Linked DNA regions of Mus musculus: region 2 is linked to region 1. A link is a contact called in public Hi-C data. All regions are on one chromosome and are shown on one strand. The core of a region is the stretch at or near the end of the contact, and the rest is flanking DNA. Distances in the headings are between cores, read along the strand shown. Region 1 overlaps Mir99ahg (Mir99a and Mirlet7c-1 host gene (non-protein coding)). Region 2 has its middle 9.6 kb from the start of Mir125b-2.

Region 1 (2,632 bases), core at 73-2,572:
AGAGGAAAAAGCTCCGAATCGTGCCAACACTATAAAAGTATCATTTGCCTTTATTAATATTGTTGTTTATGGACATGAAGAAAGACTGAAATAATCAAATGTTAGTAAGATAACTTTTTGGGGAAATGTCACCTATTGTATAGTATAATTCTCTATATTATAATTAAATGATTCATAAAACAAGGGTTTGTATTAGAGGTGAAAATATGCATAATCTATTTTCTTTAAAAATAGATTTTAAAATCTAGTTCATCATGCTAAATATTAAAAATAATAATCCCTTTTTCTTAGTTTACAGAAAAAATTGATTTTTATGTATTACTGCTTGCTAATATTTTAAAAGTATCCATAGTGATGATTAAATTATCTATAGTCATAAATGATTCTTTTTTTATAGCTGAGAATTGAACCCAAAGCCTGCTTGAAAAATATTTGACTACTGAGTTACATCGGCCTCCTATTCAGGTCCTAGAATACTAAAATTCCAATGAAGGTATGATTTAAAAACTCACATAATTGCAGAATTTTTAATTTCTGAGAATTAAATCATAAAAGGAGCTTTTAGTCAATTAGCAGCAAGACTTAGGTACTTATTGTTTCAACATATCAGAAACGTCAGCAACATCACATGAAGATGAAAGCCAGTGAGTGAAACAATCTAAATCAGGAGTTTTCAATACAATGGACGACATGTATAAAGTCTGAGTGGAATCGTAAGACCTTGCCTACTCATCAGAAATAATACAACCCATATTCTACAAAGATGCCTACAGACTAGATCTGCACCCAGCAGAAATAAAGAGACAGCTCTGTAGCTGCCATGACCACCTCATCAAGATGGCCTCAGCATGAGTTGCACACGGTCTCCTCCCATCAACCCTTCTGATGGTCTCACCAGGAGCTGCATGTCATATTTTGGGATCAACTCCTCCATCATTCATTGAGAGCACCAAATGAACCAGCACCGTATCTTCCAAAGGAGCATCAGAAGTCATTTTACAGGCCTCAACTTCTTTTGGTTTATTTAAGTTGCTCTTCATTTCCATTGCCAAGAATTACGTTACCCCATGTACTCTACAGATGGGGAAACATCCTCCTCCAGGCCATGATTTGGTGGCCAGGAATCTTAGAGCAACAACATAACAAAGCTAAGAAATCATTAACCCAGGTCTAAATAAATGCAGCCTACCTTCCCATCTGAACGGGAACACTCTGATTCCGTGGTGCACTGCTAATTTTTACGTTATTGTTTTGGTTTTACCCAAGGTCTGTGATCTGCACCGTTTTTCTCTCTTTAGGCAAGAAGCAGTCTGTCCCGGATTAGAAACGAGGTCCTAGAGTGTGGGAGCGGGGAATGACCTACATCTGAGCAAGCTGCACATGATTCACCACAATTAACCAATTTGGTTTGAAATAGCTACAATTAAGTTATTAGCAGAGAAGTAGTTACTAGAGTAGAATCTCTAAATTTATCTTCATGTACGCCCTAAGCAAGCAAAGGGCTGCATTTTCAGGAATTGTAAGCAAAGTAAATACTAAAAATATCCTTTCAAATTAACATTATATTGTGAAATTATTCACAAGTAGGATTTGTGTTTTGGATATTTGAGCTATTTCCTTAAAATCTTTAGCTGTAGAATAGCAAGAAAAATATAAAACCACTGTGCATAAGAGATGCTAAGTATCTACATATTGTCTGTCTATCATTTATCAGTACACATGTGAAGGTTCCTGATATTTGAAAATTGTATATAGTATGTCAAGTTACTATAAAATCATGGAGAAAGTAATATAGAAGATGATGACTTATATGTAGCAGAATGTTTTCCACAGTAAAACAAACAGTATAGAAAACATTTGGACTGACAAACACTGATTGTGCGAATTCAAGTTTAGCAATTCAGGGGAGATAATCGATCATGGCACATTACCGACAATGGATGGAATCAATCCTATCTATATCTACTGAGGATACTTTGAAACTGTTAAAATAAATTTATGATCAAAAGATTTCCCCTACCTTTATAGTTGAGTAAAATGTTGTCTGAGTGACCATTCAGGATAACCTGGGAAAGAAATGGAAAAGAGATGACATGACGTGGAGGTGGGGAAAATACAAGGATCCGATAGCTTTAAAGTCAGTATCAACATTTAATATTAGTATTCAATAACCTGGGTACCCAGACACTGTTTCAAGGCACCCTCGGTTCCTACTTCACCTACTCATAATAACATTGCTGGTGACAAAGGAGGCAGGCACATTATTACACAAATGTCCTATGTAGATGGGGCTGGTTAGTGTGTCACAGGGTATCCGTAATCATTTCGACTCAGCTGTTCATCCTTACTAGCCAAATTTCGATACTTCACACTTGACATCTTGGAAGGATGACATGCAAAAACGAAAACCATGGAGTACTGATAAAAATGAAACAAAATAACTATAATAACAAAATTAAAAACTAAACAACTCCAGATTTGGGGCTGGAGAGATGGTTCACGGGGTAAGAGCGTTCGTTCTTGCAGAAGGTCCAGGCTCAGTTCTCACCACACCACAGAGTGGTTCAGGACAACTATTTGTAACTCCTGTTCTAGGAGATTTGATGCTCTCTTCGGATCTCCCTGGGCACCA
Region 2 (2,632 bases), core at 99-2,598, 80 kb before region 1:
GTTGTCATCTGACTACCACATGTATACTGTGACCTTTCTAGATACCCTACCACACACACAGAGGCATTCAATGAGTATAATAAAAATTGTTTTTTTAAGAATGTTGGATTAATCCTAAAAGTTGGTGCCACCTGGGAAGTTAAAATTAAAAATGCCACTGTGGTTTTTTTTTCTCCATATATCTGATTAAGTTATAAACAAGTCGTTGGTTCTGACAAGTTGTTTTTAAATTAAATGGATTGACTCAACTACATTGGAAAAAAATCTACAAGCAAACATCTACTCATAATATATTAGCTGCTTCAGCAAGGTATGTTTGCATGAATTATCTGCATTTTGCTTTTTGGCAAACCTAAATTTTAAGCCAACTGTGATGTGGCCCAGGCCTATTAGCCCAACTATTTTGTAGACTGAGCAGACATTTAAAAGGCCAACCTGAGCTACAAAGGGAATTCTGGGCCAACCTAAACAACTTAGCAAGACCCTGTGTGAAGAGAAATACAGAGAAAGAATTGAGAAAATAACATAATTTGCCAACCACACCCCTATAAACACTGTAAACTTTCCTGAGATGACAAAGAGTATTCACAAATTCAAAACTCTCATAGAAATACTTGATTATACTTTCTTAGAAATCACTTCTTTCCTTCCTTCTTTCTTCTTTTTTCTTCCTTCCTGTCTTTCTTCCTTTCTTTCTTCCTTCCTTCCTTTCTTTCTTTCTTCCTTTCTTTCTTTCTTTCTTTCTTTCTTTCTTTCTTTCTTTCTTTCTTTCCCTCTTTCTTTCTTTCTTTCCCTCTTTCTCTTTCTTTCTTTCTTTCTTTCTTTCTTTCTTTCTTTCTTTCTTTCTTGTCGATGTGCAATGAGCTCATAAGAAGTGAATATCTTAATTAGAAATTAGATTCAGATCCCATGCTACTGTAGAACTTGAGTTAAAGAGAAAGCATATTCCTATTCCCCCCCATGCCTGACAAAGACACATTTAAAGTACATATTAAACAAAGGAAACTGCTTTTCATCACTAAACGCTGTATGCAGTACCACAGAAAATGTAATGCTCCTTTTAAATGCTAGACCTTTAAAACATTCGGTGGGTGACAGCATTAGAAAAAAAAGATACAGTTTCTCCAGTAAAGAATTCAAGCTGAATATGCAGCATTTCTAAGGAGCATTGAATAAGTCTATTTGTCCAGCTTTACTTTGCAAAGGCTGCGGAGAAAACAGCACCATAAACAGTTTCAGTCCCCACACAAGGGCTAAACAAAGAGTCCTCTTTCTAGCCATCTAATCGGGTAATGTATTTTTTCAACCATCACATAAATCGAAACACAGCTGTAACCAATGACTTGCAGATCCAGTTCCCAGCCAGCTGGAATCATTTCTGCTGAAGCAGCAAGATTTTTACATTGTTCACGTCTGTACATCTGGAGAAATCATTGAGGTTCAAAGGTGACCAGAAAAGCTCTTTAAATAAATTCAGCCAACGGGGAGGATTTGCTGAAGGATCTACAAATTCTACATTCGCTTCTACAGAGTGTTTGGGTCATGAAATTAATGCTTATAAAGGCTATTGTCATCTTTGTCAATATAGACCTTAAGAGTCTCTAATTGGATTAAGCAGTTAAACATCCATTTCTTTCAAGCGACTTGCTTAGCTTTTCTCAAAACTTTTTACTTCCTGTGACATACTGCTATTTGAAGAGTTATATTAAAATACCAAGTTAAGTGCAGAAGCATCGCCAATAAATCCTGCAAAGAAACCAGACACAATACCAGAAACTGTCCTACTAATATCTCAAGGCTAATTGTGTTTAACTATCAGTCTCTGTTTAGGTAAAACAAATGAGAAATTCTATATGAAATAAAATAGGGATGGACTATCTCCATCAAACTAGGCAGGTAAATCCCTGCAGGAGCCAGAGTCCAGGAAGAAACAAATAGTGGATTACAAGTGTTCCACATGGGCTCTTGGAAGGAAGCAACTCTGGCACAAAGAGAAACTCAAAAACAAGAGCCATTGGTGTTTTATCTTAGAAGTGCATAACTGCACACAGCTAGCACTTGCTTCCTAAAACACACACACACAAAACAAACACACACACACACACACACACACACACACACACACACCAGTCAGTCCTTTGAAGAAAGAGCCTGCCACAAAGACTGGATAAATGTAAAAGCCAATTAAATCCCAGAAGAGAAAATATATCCATGTTAAAATTATGATCAGAAGATCAATTTCATGACCAATTTTCCTCACAGGAATGCACGCATCATGTGGGCCTGCAGACATATAGCTCAGTGATATGGTTTCTGGTTAGCAGTCATGGGGTCCTCAGTTATAGATCCAATATCCCAAAACACAACAACAAAAAACCAAGCATTTATGCAACTTGGAAAAATAAAAGTGTGTTCCTCACAGAATTCTCAAGCTTGTTTCTATTGTACTAAAAAATATACAAAGAAATCACAAATATATGTCACTTTCTCCTTTGGATAAAATATGTATCCAAGTTACTTTCATTGTTTAACTATCTTACTGAATAGTGTGTCCATTTTCATTTATTCTGATCAAGTTAGTAACTTTTTTCTTTACATTTTATTGGATATTTTCTTTATTTACATTTCAAAT

The links. A called contact is a pair of places that touch in the nucleus more often than the background predicts.
Region 2: a contact with region 1 is called in a Hi-C map of uterus, with 1.5 times the contacts expected there. The contact joins two enhancer-like sites. A contact is called at or near these places in 8 of 39 promoter capture datasets (the 3T3-L1 cell line, 3T3-L1-derived adipocytes, the HPC-7 cell line and 5 more), 3 of 484 Hi-C or Micro-C datasets (the HPC-7 cell line, brain and uterus) and 1 of 115 datasets of contacts at active chromatin or transcription factors (embryonic stem cells).

Annotation. Positions count from the first base shown.
Region 1 is chr16:77,555,356-77,557,987 of GRCm38.p6, reverse strand. Mir99ahg (Mir99a and Mirlet7c-1 host gene (non-protein coding)) reads right to left here. Exons shown (of 5, transcript NR_015543.3): 5 at 1-2,066. Among named protein-coding and RNA genes, the nearest start is that of Mir99a, 42 kb to the left of the region's middle. Within about 2 kb of position 1,322, at least 2 of the 459 cell types and tissues checked have an H3K27ac peak or open chromatin away from gene starts, as enhancers often do. A contact at or near this core is called in uterus, where this site is marked.
Region 2 is chr16:77,635,392-77,638,023 of GRCm38.p6, reverse strand. No RefSeq gene overlaps it. Among named protein-coding and RNA genes, the nearest start is that of Mir125b-2, 9.6 kb to the left of the region's middle. Within about 2 kb of position 1,348, at least 45 of the 459 cell types and tissues checked have an H3K27ac peak or open chromatin away from gene starts, as enhancers often do. A contact at or near this core is called in uterus, where this site is marked.